Linked DNA regions of Sus scrofa: regions 1 and 2 are each linked to region 3. Evidence: chromatin contacts called from public promoter capture Hi-C data. All regions are on one chromosome and are shown on one strand. Each heading gives the region's core, a stretch centred on a gene start, on an enhancer-like site or on the middle of the called end of the contact. The rest is flanking DNA. Distances are from core to core; before and after follow the strand shown.

Region 1 (3,251 bases), core at 387-2,886, 340 kb before region 3:
AACAAATAAGTAAATCAAATACTGGCTCTGTTCTGTGTATTCCCCAGTCGTGGGATTCTCACCTGGTCTTACCACTGGGCCCTGCCACAAAACACAGGCGTTTGAGAAGTGAAAAGTAAGTGGTCAGAGCCCTGGCTCCAAAGTGAGACGGCCCAGGGTTTGGATCTTGGCTCTGCCATGTGTCCCCCCTGCACTGTCTCATTGGGATGTGTGCGCTATTATCATCCCCACTGCACAGAGGGGAGAAACTGACGCTCATGTTGATAGGGATGGGGTGAACACAGGTATTTTTAGAAATCCCAATAAAGGACCACGGATAATGAGGGAAACTTAGGGGAGATCGCTGTAAGTAAATCAATTGCTCACAAAAGCTATCGGAACAAGGCAGCTTTGCTGCATGAGTGGAGCCTTGAGAACGGCCTCAGGTCGTTGGGTGGGGGATGGGATGAGGCCTGCAGGCATATTCAGACCAAGGGCAAGAATTTGAAGACCACCCTTCTGCGGATTTGAATCCACACCTTACTAAGGAGGAGCTACTACTTCCAGAAAGGAAGAGGCGGGCTTTTCCAACCCCAACTCCCCTTGGATGATAAAAGCACCAGATCCTGGAGGCAGAGCTTCCATCTCTCCCAAGCGTCCTATCCTAATAAATCTATTTCTTGCCTATCACTTTGTCTCTGGCTGAGTTCTTTCAACCTTGAGGTTGAATTCCTTCTCAGCCTCAGTGAGTCCAGACACAGAATGAGGGATTCTAATTTAAAACCGTGGGTTTACATGAGGTTGCAGGTTCGACCCCTGCGCTTACTCAGTGGGTTGACGATCTGGCACTGCCGGTGAGCTGTGGTGTAGGTCGCAGACGCGGCTCGGATCCCGCGTTGCTGGGGCTCTGGCGTAGGCTGGCAGCTACAGCTCCGATTAGACCCCTACCTAGCCTGGGAACCTCCATATGCCGCAGGAGCGGCCTAAGAAATGTCAAAAAGACCAAAAAAAAAAAACCCCAAAACCTTGGGTTCAAGTCCCAGTCTAGGTTCAGGCTGGGTTCGAGTCCCCTGGTGCACGTGGGTTCAAGTCCCAACCTGTGTTCTGGCTAGGTTCAGGCCCTTAATACTGTCAGTTTCAAGGTGAAGGTCACGCCGTCAGAGGTGGTGCAGGTAAGGCTGCCAGAGAAAACACAGGGCGCCCAGTTACGGTGAGATTTCAGATTTTTTTCATATAATTATGGGCATTGGCTGTTTCTGAAATTCCAATATAAGTGAGCATCTTCTATCTTACCTCCTAAATCTGGCAACCCTACTATCTTGATACCCGGGGCCGCCTGACCCTAAAACCCCGCTTAACCCCCACCCTACCCTCGCCGGCTTCCGAAATGGAGAAGAAACTCCAGTCCGGTGGCCGGAGAACCGGGGCAGAGGTTCCGACACCCTCCAGGCTGTTTTTTCCCTCTGCGCCCCACCTACTCCCATCCCCCGTAGGAGGTTGGGCGAAGCGCGGGAGCGCGGAAGAGGGGAGATGCGGGAGGTCAGACTCCGCCCCCCGCGGCTGAGGCGGGGTCCCGGGTCCTGGCCGCCTCGGCGCCGCCGCGGCTCACGTCCCTCGCCCCGCCCCTAGCGCGCCTGTCTCCGCCCCGTCCCCGCAAGCCCCGCCCCGGCGGCGGTGCTGGTTCGGCTTCCAGCCTCCAGAAGCTGCCGCGCCGCGCCGCCTCCGCCCCGGGGCTCCGGCTTCCAGTCCGGCAGTCCGGCTCACGGGCCATGGAGCTCCGAGCAGCGGATCGGGAGCAGCCGGCCCGTCCCAAGCCGCCCTCCAGGTTCGCGCCCGGCCGGGGAGAGGGGCGGTGGAATCTGGGAGTGGGGTGGGAATCCCTCGTCCTGTCCCGCCCCAGGCCTCTCCGTTGGTGAAATAGGAACGATGCGATGGGAGTCGGGGCTCCAGGCTCCTGGTTCTCTCTGACCCAGACTCCGTGGGTGACCTTGAACCGAGGTCTCCCCGTGTCCGCCTCCTTCTCCATCTGCACGATGGCGCCTGGGTTGGCAGGGACTTCCCAAGGGTCACCGATTCTAGCTCCTTTAGGATGGGGACACTGCTTCCCCGTGTTTGGGGACTTTAAGGCATTTGATTCCCAGAAGCCATCTGCCTTGACTCTGGCCTGTACCCTCTCCTGCCTCAGTTTCTCTGGCCAGTTTCCTCAGAGGCCTGGGACCCAACTCTGAGGTTCTGGCTCTTGGCAGGTCCCCGGCTCCGGTCCCTTCCCGGCCTGATCCCTGGAGGCAGCAGCCACCAGCCTGCTGAGTAGCAGCGACAGCATGAAGCCTCCAGTAAGTGAAGGAAGGGGGAAGGCTCACAGGGGACTCAGAGGTGGCTTCTGGCACAGCAGCCTCAGAAGCCCCTCCCACCCCAGAACTGACTGTCCCTTCTGACTCCGCGGCTCAGAGGAGAAGGGCAGGCTGGCCTCAAAGTCCGTCCCTGATCAGGCAGGCTGTGTGGCCCAGGCAAGTGGCATTCTCTCTCTGATTTCAGTGCCTTGCTCCTCTTTGCTGTAAAATACAGATAATACACTGCCTCCTGTGAGTGTCCCCAAGGTCACCCAGGTGAGCATCTGCCTGGGAGGGGATATGTTGGGAAAGTTCAGTGTAGCTGCCCTTGACTTTACTCAGCAGCCCCTGGAGAAAGCCCTGGCTGTTGTGAGGAGTCAGCCACAGCTGCCTGAATCAAGGCCTCTGGGTCCCCTGTGGGCAGGGGACCAGGTGTCAGGCACAGCCTGGGGCCTCAGGGGCTGAACCCCCTTCCTCCATGCAGCTGGCCTGCAGATTTATTTTTAGAAACTGAAGTGGCTTGTGGGCAGAAAAGGGTGGGTCTCTGGCAGGAAGTGATGGGGGCTGCTTTTTTTACCTCTAATTTTCTCTCTTTTTCTTTTCTTCTTTTTTTTTTTTTTTTTTTTTTTTTTTTTGGCTTTTTAGGGCCTCACCCACGGCATATGGAAGTTCCCAGGTTAAGGGTCGTATTGGGGCTCCAGTGGCCGGCCTGTGCCACAGCCTCAGCAACTCAGATCCCAGCTGTGTCTGCGAACTCCACCACAGCTCACGGCAACGCTGGATCCTTAACCCACTAAGTGTGGCCAGGGATCGAACCCGCATCCTCATGGATACTAGCCAGAGTCATTTCCGCTCCACCACAACGGGAACTCCCTTGCCTCTAATTTTCAAAAAGCCCCAGCTGGCTGCTAGGTAGTTTCTGAGGGGTGCAGAGGGACCTGT
Region 2 (2,998 bases), core at 183-2,682, 300 kb before region 3:
CATCTAAGCTGGTCTCACCCTCTTGCTTAAACACCTTCTGTGGCTCCCTAGTGCCTATAAGACAAATTCCAAATTCAACCCACTCCACCATCTGGAGCTGCTGCCTTCAATGTCTTGATGTGATCTAGTGGTCAGGTGCATGAATTTTTTTTTTTTTTTTTTTTTGGTTTTGTTTTTGGCGGTGCTTGCGGCATGCAGAAGTTCCCAGGCCAGACGTTCCATCAGATTCGAGCCACAGCAGTGACAACTCCGAGTCCTCAACCTCTAGGCCATCAGGGAACTCCAAGTGCATGAGTTCGGAAACTGCATGGTCCTAGGCTCTCATCTCTGTCCTGCTACATCACTGAACAGCTACTGCTATGTCCTGGTCTTGTGCAGAATGCTGGGTAAATACATCACCTTCTACCTGGGAACCTCAGGCAAGTTCTTTTACAGCTGTGACCCTCACTTTCCTTCTCGGCGTTTAATGACTAACAGACGTGGTCTGAGTCCAGTGCTCTGCCCAACATCTGGTGCCAGTGAGTCTCAGTAATTGGAGCTATTCTTTTCATCAGGATTATCATTCCCCCATCTGGGTACCCACAGCCTTTTCATGGGGGCAGGGCTGCTTTTTTTTTTTTTTTTTGCTTTTTAGGGCTGCACGGGTGGCATATGGAAGTTCCCAGGCTAGGGGTCAAATCAGAGCTACAGCTAAAGGCATAAGCCACAGCTACAGCAGTAAAGGATCCGAGTCTCATCTGTGACCTACACCCAAGCTCATGGCAACACCAGATCCTTATCCCACTGAGCAAGGCCAGGGATTGAACCTGCATCCTCATGGATACTAGTCGGATTTGTTTCCGCTGCACCACAACGGGAACTCCAGGGCTGGTTTTTATCATCTTCTACACAGTCACCATCTGGGAGATGGATATGTGGGCAATCTCTGGGGTCCTGAGGGGTTTCAGGCCCAGAGGATCGTTTGGGGCCCCTTTCAACAGAGAAGGAGGAGTTCCAGGTGGCTCTTGGCCCCAAAGCCTCTGGGCAGGATCTGAGGAGGGGCTGGGGGACTATCTGGCCAGCACAGTCCCCAGAATCCATGCCTCAGTCACCCTCTGTCTGGTTCTGGCCTCTCTCTGCCACCAACTTGCTGTGGGTGGGATTTTGTGCAAAGAGCCTCAGTCCTCCCCCCACCCCCAGCCACTGTCCCTGGTCCCGGCCCCCTGGAGTGATGTGGACACAGTGGAGGTAATGCAGGAATGAAAAACCCTCTGGAAAAACTGTGAAGGAGCCATGCGCCTGCAGGCACAGCCACCTGGGGGTGCATGGCAGGGGCACCGGTCTGGCCTCCCGCCAGGGCTCCGCTCTGGTCCAGCGCCCCCTCCCTTCCCGGCCCGCTCTCCCGCTCTCCCTCCCTCCGTACCCCCCTCCCTGGCAGCTCGGAACGCTGGCTCCCGGCATGCCGCGCGCTGCTGACAGCCTTATAAATAGTCGCCTTTGCAGGCGGCCCGGCAGGACGGGTAGGGCACGCACTGGCCCCGGAGCCCACTCGCACCCCTCCCCCAGGTCAGTGTGTGCCCGTGTGTGTGCCTGTGCACGTGAAGGGGGGCGCCCCTGCAGGGAGTGGGGGAGCCACACGCACCTGGGGAGGGGGGTCTGCGTGCTTGCGTGTGGCAAGGTATTCTTGGGGTTTGTGTGGCTGTGTGTTGGTATTCTTGGTTGTGATCTGAATGCATCTGCCTGCTTGTATTCTCCAGGCTCTGCTCTGGGTATTTGTGCCACACTGTGTGTGCCTTTGTGGATGGGGGTGTGTGTGTGTGTGTCCCAGCCGCCGTGACAGTCACCCCTTTGTCCCACTGGCACTCCCGGGGCTCCAGGTCCCTGCCCTTGGCACGGCCCAGCTCGGGCGGGCCCGGGGAGGGGGCGCTGTGGCTTGACTCCCTGCCCCAGGACCGGGGCGGGAGCAGACTAGGGGATAGGAGGAGCGATCCCGTCTTGTTTCGAGTGCTGGGGGCACGGAAGGCAAGCCCCCTCATGATTGTGCCTGCCCCTGCCTCCTGAAAGGTCAGGGGCTCTGTGGGAGCTCGGGGGCCCAGCCCACGGGGCCTTTCCTGAGTATTGCTCAGCTACCTACCTAGGACTCTTGAGCAGCAGCAGGACAGAGCCTGGGGGTACAGGCCCAGAGAGGGCATACCAGCTGCCCAAGGTCACACAGCTGAATGATAGAGTTGGGATTTGAACCCTAGCCAATCGCCAACCCCTGGGAAGGTGCTTTTGGTCAGGAGCTGGGAAACTTGGGTCTCGCTCTGGCCTTGCCCTGTGACTGAGGTTAAGTCACTGTCCCTCTGGGCCTCTGTTCCCCAGGCCCCTCAGCAGACCACCTAGTCATGCTAGGAGTTACCTTGGCCCTGACTTGGGGGCCTTATAAGGCCTGGGTGCTGAGCCCGTAACCTAACTCTGTCCCGGACCCCTGGCCTCTGTGTGGACTCCTCACAACCAAGTTATTTTGGGCCAAGAAATGGCAGGTGCCAGCAGGACAGAGGGGCTTAGGTTACCAGGAGCAGGTGGGGCAGGGTAGGTCGAGGCCACTCCTCAGGGTGTCTCTGCAGGCTGTCCCTGGCCTGGGGACCCTCTCCCTCCCCCACCAGCTATGGAGGGACATTGGCCGCTCTGACCCTTTCTTAAGCACACTCAGCAGGAAAGAGGCTATAACTCATACCCCACGGGTGGCAGGACGGTCAGCAAAGCTGCCGAAGGACCTAGGGGTTGCCAGGCCCAGGGCAACAGAAAATGCGGCCCCATGTATGACCCCAGCCAGGCCCTGGAGCAAGTCTCTCCTGCTCTCCAAGCCTTACTTCCTGGGAGTTCCCGTCGTGGTGCAGCAGGATCGAATTTGACTAGGAACCATGAGGTTGTCGGTTCGATCCCTGGCCTCACTCAGTGGGTTAAGGATCTGGCATTGCTGTGGCTGTGGTATAGGCTGGAGGCTACAGCTGCGATTCGACCTCTAGCCTGGGAA
Region 3 (2,984 bases), core at 355-2,854:
CCATGAGAAAAAGGGAATGAGGCTAGCAGCATCACCTGCTTCTGGTGGCTCAAAGAGAACCTGGCCTCTAGCTGGGTACTGCCTTGGCCTTGCTGTGTGACCCTGGCAAGTCACTTTCCCTCTCTGGGCCTCAGTTTCTGTCTCTGTAGAAGGAAACCAGTAATCTCTGCTAGCATGACTTCAAAGACTGTGCCTCTGCCTGGGGTTTTCCCTGGAATGCTGTTCCTCTATATCTGCTGTCAAAATTCTGGTTTTTCCAACTTGTAGTTCTGGTACTACTCCTGTAATTTTCTTCAAAACAGAATGTTCTGTTCCTTCCTCAAGCTTCTCTATGCTCTTGAGGGCAGGGACCGTGATGAATAATAGAATGGTGCGTTCCGTCCATGGAGAGGACACATCCTGTGCCAGGTGCTGGGCTAAGTCCCTCTGTTATCTCATTTAATCCTCATGACAAAGCATCGTTATTTTCAGGTGACGGACGAGGAAACTGAGGTTCACAATAACGCCACTTGTCTTGGGTCACAGAGCAGGTAGGGCAGCTTGCATCCTCTCTTTGCATCCCTAGCATCTTGCAGAGGGCCTGGCAAGCAGGTGTTTATCATTGAAGGCATGGAGGGTGCCTGTATCACTTTCGTCAACTTCAAACCTACCTGCTGTGGCGTTGACAGGCCCAAAGCTCCTGTGCTTCAATGTTAATGTTTATTGCCATCGTTTTCTGCCTACGTCACAGCTACAGTAAGAGCCGTCCAATTACAGGGTGGGGCACACAGAGAAGGGGTGAGTAGTCACCCCCTGGGGTTTGCAAGCACAAACCGACTGACCCTGGGGAGGCAGTACAGGAGGTCTGAGCATCAGCAGCCAAGGACGGCCTCTGCCACCCCAGTCCATGATTTGGGGATCCCAAGGGTTACCCTGTCTTCCTGGGGGATTGGGAGGGTAGCGTTGAAACGCATTCCCCTGGTACCCACGACCCAATCAAGCCCAGCCCCGCAGGCTCTGTACTCAAAGTCCATGCTGGTCGGTGAGCTTGGAAGCTGAGTCTTTCACAAACCGTAAAGTGCTATTGTTTTTTCCATTGCCGACTTGCCCTGTCCCATATGCTAAGCTTGAGGAACGTCTGCCAGGCTCTGGGACCTCGGGTGCCTTTGGGGTGGAGCCCTCCCTGCCACCTCCCCTTTCCCTGTACTATTGTGCAAGACAGGCACACCTTCAAGGGCAGGTCGGATCAAGGCCAGGGAACTTCCTGAGAGCGGGCGGCGGCGGGCGAGGCTGGGGGCAGGGGAGCCCGGTGCGGGGAGCAGGGGCTGGAGCCCTGGCCCTAGGCGTCGCCTACCGGTCCTCTCCATTCTCCTCGGCCCGATCTCTTCCCGTGCGGGTGGGGGAGAGTGTGACACTCAGGCTGGACACCCCCAGGCGCCCCCGTTCTTTCAAATGCCCCCACCAGCCCCATCTCTTTCTGGGTTTCGGTTAGGGTTCAGCGTGTCTCGCTCTGCGTCACTCCTCGGGCTGCCTTTCTCCGACCTTCCCTTTGTCTCTGTCTTGCAGGCGGTCCCGGCATCCCCGGCCCCCTGCCCCGCCCGCTCGCCCGCCCGCCACCAAGGAGGGGGCGGGGCTCGGATCGGGGGGCGGGGCCTGGTGGGGCGGGGCGGGGCGCAGCGGGGCTGTTGAGCCGCTGGCTGGGGCGCGAGGCGGAGGCGGCCCGGGAACCGACGCTGCGGGAACGGACCTGCAGGAACCGGAGCGCGCGAGGAGTGGAGGCCGCAGTCACGGGCGGCGGGAGAGGCGGGAGCTGGGCGGGCCGGCTCCATGGCGCCAGCGGCGTCCGTCTGAGCAGCGCGGGTAGCGGCAGGCGGTGGCCGGATCCGGCCGCGGTTCTTCTTCACCATGGGGGACGTGCTGTCCACGCACCTGGACGACGCCCGGCGCCAGCACATCGCAGGTGAGTCTCGCGCCGCGCCGCGCACTTGGTGGGTCCGGCCGGGCGTCCTCGGCCACGCCCCCATCCCGGCCAGCCGGCTGGGGTCTCCTGGGAGTCTGGCTCCGGGCAGGGGCGGGAGTGACTGTTGTCCAAGCCTGTTTCTTCTACGTCTGAGCGCCCTTCCCCCTCCTGGGGGGGTCGCACACCTTCCCCACCCTTGGAGCTCATCAGATCCTCCAGTGCACTACCCGAATCAAGCGATGGAAGGGGTCGCAGCCCCCTTCACCTTGGGTATCCCTGCCCGGAAGCGGTCCAGGCCCACTTGGCCAGCGTGTCCTGACCTTCCCTAGCAGTCCCGGTCCTCCGCAGGCCCCGGCCCCAGCCCCGGTACACGTGGCCAAGGCTTCCAGGGGCTTGGCTCATCAAGGCCTGAGACTGAGCCTGGGGAGTGGGCCTGGGCGGGGTGGGTGGGACCCCCTGTCCTCTGGCTCCAGCCCAGTAGGGTGCTGCTTCTGCTGGCAGCTAGTTCAGGGGCTGGTCGAGGCCAGAGCCCAGCCTCCTCAGCCCTCTCCTTCAGCCACTCCTGCTCCCAGCCGGGCACAGAGGCCCCTTCTGAGAAGGGCAGCTGCCCCCTCCCCACTCCCAGGGACTGCAGCAGGGTCCTGGGTTCGTTCTCTCCCAATGCCCTGGGAAACGGAGAGAGAGGGTTTCACTCAGTTCTGGGTGAGGCCGCCTGGGTGGAACCTCAGCATGTTACCCAGCCATGGTAGCTTGGATAGGTCTCTTGATGTCCAGCCCCTGTTTCCTCCTCTTCAAACTGGGGTGAATCCCTTCCCTCCTGGTTAAAAGACTTAATTAAGTGAGCTAATAATTCACAGAGCTTGCTTAGCACAGGTCCTCCTTATTAAGAGACTTAGGTGAGCTAATTTGCAGGCCCTGGTGCACTGGCCCATGCAGGAATGGGGCCTGGCAGCCTCCGGAAAGAGGAGGCTTTCGTCTTTGCTAAATTTGCACTTCCCTGTCCGGTGGACTCAGAGCCCTGTGTCCACCTACTTATCATGATGTG

Evidence for each region. Promoter capture Hi-C pulls out the DNA fragments that hold promoters and counts their contacts.
Region 1: a promoter capture Hi-C map of fetal liver shows a contact between it and region 3, with 2.7 times the contacts expected there. The contact joins the promoter of ST6GALNAC4 here to the promoter of FAM129B in region 3. A contact is called at or near these places in 2 of 5 promoter capture datasets (fetal liver and fetal skeletal muscle), 1 of 47 Hi-C or Micro-C datasets (embryonic fibroblasts) and 1 of 2 datasets of contacts at active chromatin or transcription factors (alveolar macrophages).
Region 2: a promoter capture Hi-C map of fetal liver shows a contact between it and region 3, with 2.5 times the contacts expected there. The contact joins the promoter of AK1 here to the promoter of FAM129B in region 3. A contact is called at or near these places in 1 of 5 promoter capture datasets (fetal liver) and 1 of 2 datasets of contacts at active chromatin or transcription factors (alveolar macrophages).

Annotation. Positions count from the first base shown.
Region 1 is chr1:268,400,834-268,404,084 of Sscrofa11.1, reverse strand. ST6GALNAC4 (ST6 N-acetylgalactosaminide alpha-2,6-sialyltransferase 4) reads left to right here and starts at 1,636. Exons shown (of 6, transcript NM_213784.1): 1 at 1,636-1,804; 2 at 2,226-2,312. The coding sequence starts at 2,301.
Region 2 is chr1:268,364,093-268,367,090 of Sscrofa11.1, reverse strand. It overlaps AK1 (adenylate kinase isoenzyme 1), which reads left to right and starts at 1,432. Exons shown (of 7, transcript XM_003122177.6): 1 at 1,432-1,545.
Region 3 is chr1:268,064,642-268,067,625 of Sscrofa11.1, reverse strand. FAM129B (niban-like protein 1) reads left to right here and starts at 1,604. Exons shown (of 14, transcript XM_021069245.1): 1 at 1,604-1,939. The coding sequence starts at 1,885.